Regions from separate parts of the Mus musculus genome. Here region 2 is linked to region 1. A link is a contact called in public HiChIP or PLAC-seq data. All regions are on one chromosome and are shown on one strand. Each heading gives the region's core, a stretch centred on a gene start, on an enhancer-like site or on the middle of the called end of the contact. The rest is flanking DNA. Distances are from core to core; before and after follow the strand shown. Region 1 has its middle 32 kb from the start of Foxo3. Region 2 holds the start of Nr2e1 (nuclear receptor subfamily 2, group E, member 1).

Region 1 (3,902 bases), core at 808-3,307:
GGCCAGGGAGTTTCTCCTGTTCACATAGATGTGTCTCTGCCTGGTTCTTTGAATAATAGTGAGTGAATGAATGGATGGTTAGTGAATACTTATATGCTGTTTTTAACAACTTCATTGAGAAACATTCACATATAAAATCCAACCATTTAAATAGTTCAGTGGTCCTTGTTAGTCTGTATGCAGTAATTCACCTCCTCGTCCAGTTGTATGTGATGACCCCACCTCTCTGTTCAAATGTATGTAATAAGCACGCTGAGCTTCCAAGGTGCTGCGGGTTCTTCATCAGAGTATGGTTCGACAGATCTCAGCTTCTTTGTGTGTCTTTGTGTAGAAATAAGACCAATGGGGCGGGGGTGACAGAGTCATGTGACAGAGTCATGTGACGGACCCTAGGAATCAGTCTCTGGAAACCAGCATCAGGGTTGCAGGTCTGAGTTTATTGCCCAACACCTAAGCTTATATACAGTGTTTGAGCCAACCCCAAGCCCCTAAATCCTTAACCAATCATATCTCGCCACACCATCACTATGTCCCAATGAAAGCCCTGGCTGATGCGGTAACTCACCTGTTAGGACTTCCATGAAGATGGGGGAAGCAGCCACCGCCCTGGCTTCCATTCCTTTTTGCTGTCTCACCAGTGTCCTGGGAGCCATCTTAGATCTAAAGCTATATAGTGCAGATCAGGGTTCTCTGAGGAGTTATAGGACCCTGTGCAGCCCCCTCCCCTTCACCCCCTGCTCTTCATCCCATGTTTTCCTTAACAAGGTTGATTTCCATGTCCTCCTCATCCGTGTCTGTTTGTCCTTTCTTCGTTCCCTCTTGGCTCCCAGTCAGGTCAAGTCCCTGGAGCCATGCTGGGTTTGGTAGCAGACAGTCTAACCGGCGGTGGGAATGAGGGAGGAGATGCATTCTGGGAACAGTGTGACAGGGCTGGAGAGATGGCAGCAGTGAAGAGCACTTGGTGCTCCTGCAGAGGACTCAGATTCTGTTCCCAGCACCCACGTGGTGGTTTGTAACCGCCTATAACTCCAGGTCCGGGGAACAGAGTGTGAAGAGAATGCTTTGTCTAACATTGAATGTAGTTTTCACAATTATAAAATCCACCACAGGATGATGCAAAGCAAAGGCCCTCACCAGATGTACCTCCATCACGGACTCCTCCATAGATACACATATCTCTTTGTGATAAGCTGCCCAGTCTCTGGTATTTATTCTATTATAGCGACACAAAACAACCAATAAGACACTATTTGTATTTCTGGGCCTCATCAGTCTGGGCAACTTTTTCAGAAGTCCCATGGTGTGTGCTTGCGAGTGTGTGTGTGGGTGTGGGTGAGTGTGTGTGCTTGAGAGTGTGTGTGAGTGTGTGCTTGTGAGTGTGAGTTTGTGTGTGTGTGTGTGTGTGTGTGTGGTGTTGCACATGACTGCATCCTAGTGTGCTTTCTATGGCTGTGATAGACGCCATGGCCTACAGCAGCCTGGGGGTAGAAAGGGTTTAGCTCACCTTACAGTTATAATAGAAGGGAAGCCAAGGCAGGAAGCCGGAACTGAACCCGAGACCATGAAGGAACTGCCTACTTTTCACAGGGCAGCAGCCAATCATTAATCAAGAAAATGCCTCCACAGACTTGCCTGCAGACCAATCTTATGGAGGCGTTTTGTCAGTTGAGGTTGCCTCCTCTTGGATGATTCCAGTTTGTGTTAAGTTCACCCTCCCAGCCCCCCACCCTCCTACCCACAGGTTGGCTCCCGCCAAGACTCCAAGTCAGACACACAGACAGGGGAACAGTGCTGTAGTTCCCAGTCATTGTTTAGGAACAGCCAAGCTAGGAGTGAGAGCCCAGGGCAGAGCCCCTCCCCCAGAGAAGGAATTTAAGCTTGCCAAAGGGAGGGAGCTCCGAAGCAGTCACAAGAGGGTCTCATATCGGGACCACACTCCACTCTTGAATTGACTGAGGATCTCAAAAGACGCCTGACTCTCTGGAGGTAGCGCAGGCCTGGGAATAAGAAGCATTGAGAGTTCCCAGCCCGAATTTCTAGACTTTTCCCGTCGGTTCACCCACCGACCACAAGATGGTGCCCTCGTCATGGGAAATGGCTGAAGCCCACCAACCGAGCAACAGTTTCTGTTAGCGGATTTCAGGACATCCCCCAGCATCTCAGCCTGTGTCCTTGGAGGGAGTGCGGCTGAGGGCTGCGGTCCTTGCTCCCCGGAATGAAAACCTCCAGGGAGGCTGCATTTTCAGTTTCGCATTCCTCAAGGATGGATAATTTACAACAGTCATGGATGGAACCTTTCCGATTATGTTGTCAGCCCGTTACCCAGTTAAGCCTCTACCAATCTGCCGCAAGCTTGCTATTGCTCTCTTCAGAACACTCCTTTGAAAGAAAATTGAGAAGAGTCACGTAGTAAAAACCAGTACAAGGGTTTCCTGGTTCTTGAAGAATGCAGACCACCTAAGGCCACAGTCAGGGCTGAGGAAGACCTCCCAGAGCTGACAGACTCGCCGCTGCCTAGGTGGAATCCTGGGATTCCTCCGGAGATGCTGACTCAGCATGAGGACAGACTCAAGGCCGGACACACTCCAACGCTGAATTGGGAGATATTGGCCCCACTCACTTGGGTTTTTTTTTCCACGTGTGAATTTTACAGGCGGGGAAATGAAGTGTTTAGAAGTTAGTGTCAAAATGTGGGCACTTGATGCTCTCCTCGAGGACCCAGGTTCAGTTCCTGGCACCCACGTGACAGCTCGCGACCATCTGTATTTCCAGTTCTAGGGGATCTGATTCCCTCTTGTGGTCTTTGAAGATTCCAGGCATGAACAACAGGGTGCACATGCACACGCGGGCAACACACCCATGCATGTAATATATAATATAACATGGAATGAATGTATTTAAAATGCAGGTGCACTAGGAATGTCATATAAATTATTTTGGTGCTATATGTAGAAGGTGTATGTGAAACTTAATTGATTGTCTGTTTAAGTTGTAGTCTCATTCCAAAGATAGCTCATTACAAATATGCAATGCCCCAAGTCTGAGGAACACTCAGAGTCCAGCCCCCTCTGGTCCTGGGCATCTGAGTGCTTGCTGAAGGATCCCACCACCCATTTCCTTTTGGTCTGGCTGCCATGTTGTTTTCTGGTTTTCCCTTTTTCTTGCATGCTGACTTGTGAGACCGACCTTGGGAAGAGAACAGGATGCTGATGGATCATTTCCAGCATGTGTGAACGCCATCCTCCTGCCTCCTGATACGGAGGCAGAACCCTCACAGGGCCTTCCAGCCCTCCTCTCTGAACCCCACTCCCAACTGATACAGCCCCTTCCACCAATGCCTCCCCAAACAAGGCTTAGGGAGCTGGGGGTCTGGAGGGACAGAAGGGAATGGGAGATGTGCACCCTGCAGTAACGCAGGCAGAGCCTTGTGCTACAGCTCACCCTACAGACACGGTGTTTTTAAACGCTGTCTAAACTCTTCAGTAGCAGGGTGACACGCCACCTACACTGGGAGTTGCCTGACCTCAGGCATGAGGCTGATGTGGCTGTGCCATCTGCCATGAGCTGATCACTACGTTGGTTTGGCTGACATGGCTGGGTTGGTAGGTGCCCCCTGCTTTTTCCTCTTCAGTCCATGCGTCCTTCCTGAAGCTTCTCCCTGTTGAAGACAACCCTCTCCAACAGGGGCCTGCCTTACTGTAGTGTGCAGAGTGCGGAATGTTTCTTTGGAAATCTCCAAACAAGCTTTTAAGGTCCAAACCTGGACCTTGAACAAAAACTGGCGTGGGGGCACTGTGCCAGCAATACCATACACTCGGGGACAGTTCCTTTTTTGGTCAGTCCTCTGTCCATCTGTCTATCCATCTACACTGTCTTTTTTTATTACATTTTAAGAAATGTGG
Region 2 (3,902 bases), core at 966-3,465, 280 kb after region 1:
TATTATTATTATTATTATTATTATTATTATTATTATTTCTGAGCCTGCACTACTTTCCAGAGCTCAGAACAGCCAGGGCAAGGATAGGCCAAGGCTAATGGAAGCCGTGGTCCTGCCCAAGTGTCAGTTGTGCACTGAAGCTGTGGTGAAGTTTCCTTCCCTGGGCCCTATCTCTGACCGTTTTCCCTTTCTTTCTTTCTTTCTTTCTTTCTTTCTTTCTTTCTTTCTTTCTTTCTTTCTTTCTTTCTTTCTTTCTTTCTTCCTTCCTTCCTTCCTTCCTTCCTTCCTTCGTTTTTTTTTTTTTGACGTTCACTTTACTCTAGTTTTTAAACTCAGCACCCAAATCAAAACAAGCGCACAAAATGAAAACACAAGCCACTTCTTACGGGGGCGAGAGGTGGAGGCGGGAACTGCATCCATCCTAAGTGAGACTTCATTATCAGTCCCCAGAAGTAACCAAGACTCTTCCAACTTTCAAAGACCCTGGACAATGAGGGCGAGTGAAGGGGGAGGGGGCGGGAAGGAACTCACAGAGAGCGCCAAAAATGTTATGGGGGGGGGGGGGGACTACACCGGTGGCTAGCGAGTTTCAGGGTGTGCGCACTATACACAGACCCTAGAACTCCCAGCCTCCGGCCTGTGGAAGGCGGGAACTGGAAAGCCCCGGGGAGACCGTTGTACCGCGTAGGCGCCCACCACGCCGGCTCAGGCCTACGCACTCCGAGGGTCTGCAGATTCTGTGCTCGCACACGCCCAGCTGCCCTGCACTTCTGCCTGTCTTTGGAGGTCAACAGAGATCAGTTGCAGCAGTGCGGTCTATGGGAGAGGAAGCTGGAAGAAGAAGCGTCCGGAGTGAGCAGGCCGCAGACTCCTGTCGGTGCTGGGCTCCCGCTCCGAAAGTCCTTGGGATTAGGGATTTGGTCCTCTCTTTGCTAGACTGGCTCGCCATACTTTACATTCCCCAGTTATGACCTACGCGGATTTAGGATTAAGGAAAATGTGACTTTTAAATGGTTTCTGCTTCCCGGTTTTGCAGGATTATTTGAAATAGCTGGAAACGGAGTGCAAAGCATTCCATTCGAAATCCGCTTTTTGCAGAGTTGCTTTTGCGCGCTGCAAGCTCTGAGTTTTTGAGCGGCTGCGTTATTGTGCGGCCGCCTGGAGCTGCGGCCCAGTTCCCGCCCCTGGCTCACCCCTCCCACCTTCGGCACCTGCAGCTAAATAGAAACAGCAGGCTGGACCGGTGGGCTGCCACGGGTCGCAACCTTCCTGATACACCGGGGAGACCCGGAAGAGCTAGCATCCAGAAGCAACGAAATTGCTCTCCCAGTTGCACGAAACGCTCCAACGCAACAGTCTAAGAGAGCTAGGCCAACGGACATACAAGCCCGAGAGAGTATTACTCTGGGGCTCAAATTCAGAGCTCTCAGAAGGACCATCCCGGCCTCCCAGCCTGCCCTCCCCAGGCCACGCGCCAGGACCCCGCGGCTGCCCGAGCGGTACCCACTTGTTGATCCGGCGGGCTTGCTCATGCTGGCGGTCCCGGGGCGCAGCGGTTGGTGGGCACTGCCGGATTCCCGACCCACGGCGCCCACGTCGCCGCCGGCCGCCGCCGCTCTCCAGCCGCCCTCCAGCCTGCGAGGCTCCCGGGCGGGACAGACAGGTGGCTATTGGTTGTGCGCTGCCCTGCTCTCCCCGGCGCTCAGAATTCGTTCCACAGTGGAAATGTAAGCATCCTTAAGTTTCTTTCCCGGCTCTAGCAAAACTGCAGCTGCTGGGGATGCGGCTTGATGTGGACACAGTCTTGAACAGACAGATGGAGAGATGGACAGGCAGGCTGAAGAGGGAGGACAGCGCGAGGGGAATATGGAAGGACAGAGATGGAGACACGGAAATGGTCTTCCTACGGAGCAACGAAGGCGAACTTCCCCTCGTTCCCCATGCTTGGTACTGCTTCCAATCTCTCCCTCCACACAGGCGTGCAGAGTGGGCAGCTCTCTGCAGACTGCAGATCTTCTGTGGAAAGGCGAAAATCACAGCCGCAGTCTCAGAGGCAGATTAAGCTCCTCGCTGCCGGAGCCCCGGCGCCGAGAGGGGAAACTAGATTGCTGGGAGATCTTCCAAGGGGAGAGGTGGCCAGATCCGAGTTTCCGGGGACAGCCGCGCACGCAGCGGCGAAGGGTCCCCGAAGTTCATTACCCTGTGACTTTGTGCCTGTCGCTGCGGGCCGGGTCTCTGGTAATATCTCCAGTAGCGCTCTGACAGGCAGCCGCGGGGAGGGGAATAGGGCGTCCCTGGCCCACTTAGCTTTTCCCCCAACTCCTGGCGGGGTCTGACGTCAGCCATGTGCGGGGAGGAGATGGGAAGAGGGAGGGGGTTAAATGCTAATGATATTAATGAACCTCCAAGCGGCTTCCAAAGAAAATGCAAGCGCTCTCGGAGCTGACGAGTTGAGAGTGAATACGGGCAAGCGGCTCCGTGCGTGCGTGATGGTGAGGACGGAGCCGCTCTTGTAATAAAAAAAATATGAATTTTTATATTTCACGGGAAGGGAGGAGGGGAGGGGTGGTGGGGCTCTCTCAAAACGCTTTTCCCCTCTCTCCAGAATGCCAGACAGATAGATTCGTGGAAGATATTGGGTAGCTGTGTCTGTGTATGATTGTGTGCGCCCGGACATGGCCATGTGAGTTGGTTCATTGTTGGTCTCGCGCCCCTTCTGTTGGGTAAAACTTGGATCTGGCCCGAGGTGAGTAATTTATTCATTTTGCAACTATCTATGGAAAGCCAGAGCTGAGGTCGCGGTGCGCGGTCTTGGGGACTGGGCTGGGATCTTGCGGTCCCTCGGCCTCGGCGTGACGGCTTTGGGCACCGCCGCGGGGAGGGCTTCGCCAGCTTCTTGCAAACAAAACCGGCCAACCCGGAGCTGGCGGCGTCCCTCTCGCCTCCATTGCGTGTACTGAGCAGCTGAGAGGCAAAGCCTCAAAGCCTTCCCTCCTGCGGTTGGTCCCCAGCGGGCGTCGCTGGCTTACCCCTGCAGGCCTGGGGACTCTGGAGAGCTCCGCCACCTTCCTCCCCAGCCGGGTCGCCTACCCGAAATCCTAGAGCTCTCTGGCATCTTGGTCGTGGCGCGGCGCGGGGACAGCGCGCGCCGAGGGAGCCTTGATCTCCGATCTCTAAGAGATTAATTCTATTTAAGCTCCCTCCGCCGCTTGAACTTGTCGAACAAGAGCTTGCCAGCCTCTCCTCGGGGCGTGGGCCCGGCCGGGGGTCAGAGGTCGCGCCTCCAGCTCTCCAGACCGAATTGGAGGCTGGGGGCTGGCGAGCTGTGGACAGCGCTCCTCCTGGTCGCTAGCCCACCCTTCCCGCAGCTCCCTCCTCACCTGGCCGCAGTGCCTGTTGGAGTCTCCCGTGTGACTGCCTGGCCCTGCAGATCCAAGGACCGGGTCCCAACTCGAAAGGGCTGTATGCTCCTGTCTCAGGCCTCAGCACGTGAAAGCAACTTTTCCCGGATTGCCCGAGCCTGGGAGGCAAGGAACCAAGAGCAGCACACACAGCAACTACCAGGCTTAGGGCCAGGCCACTTGGAACAACCGAGAGGCGGGTGATCGTGTCCCATACCACCTCTCCTTTATGGTCTTTCAAACAAGGGCGAGTATAGGGTAAGCTGGGGATTTTTAGATGACAAGGAGGGAAAATTAACATTTTTTTTTTGACAGTCAACTTGGGCTGCCAGCGAGCCCTGCTCGCGGCACAGCTCAAACTCGAACTCAGTGCAAAGAGAGGAGAGGCATTTCCGGCTAGGGTTTTAGAGACAGGGTGCCAGGCTCGGCTTTTGGTCCTCGGGTCTAACTCTTGCCAGAGATCCAATTGATGCTGCTGTGGCAGACACCACCATCGCGATG

Evidence for each region. HiChIP or PLAC-seq counts read pairs in DNA pulled down with a chosen protein or histone mark.
Region 2: an H3K27ac HiChIP or PLAC-seq map of VIP interneurons shows a contact between it and region 1, with 6 times the contacts expected there. The contact joins the promoter of Nr2e1 here to the enhancer-like site in region 1. A contact is called at or near these places in 22 of 39 promoter capture datasets (the 3T3-L1 cell line, 3T3-L1-derived adipocytes, the C10 cell line and 16 more), 2 of 15 datasets of contacts at CTCF or cohesin (embryonic stem cells and stem cell-derived epiblast-like cells), 56 of 484 Hi-C or Micro-C datasets (B cells, CD8 T cells, the G1E-ER4 cell line and 13 more), 20 of 115 datasets of contacts at active chromatin or transcription factors (VIP interneurons, craniofacial prominence, embryonic basal ganglia and 11 more) and 4 of 9 other capture datasets (adipose tissue, embryonic stem cells, liver and 1 more).

What each region holds. Positions count from the first base shown.
Region 1 is chr10:42,306,249-42,310,150 of GRCm38.p6, forward strand. No RefSeq gene overlaps it. Among named protein-coding and RNA genes, the nearest start is that of Foxo3, 32 kb to the left of the region's middle. Within about 2 kb of position 2,058, at least 23 of the 459 cell types and tissues checked have an H3K27ac peak or open chromatin away from gene starts, as enhancers often do. A contact at or near this core is called in VIP interneurons, cerebral cortex, forebrain and 1 more, where this site is marked.
Region 2 is chr10:42,581,375-42,585,276 of GRCm38.p6, forward strand. Nr2e1 (nuclear receptor subfamily 2, group E, member 1) reads right to left here and starts at 2,216. Exons shown (of 9, transcript NM_152229.3): 1 at 1,508-2,216. The coding sequence starts at 1,532. Gm38491 (predicted gene, 38491) reads left to right here and starts at 2,418. Exons shown (of 2, transcript NR_169130.1): 1 at 2,418-2,492; 2 at 2,606-3,902.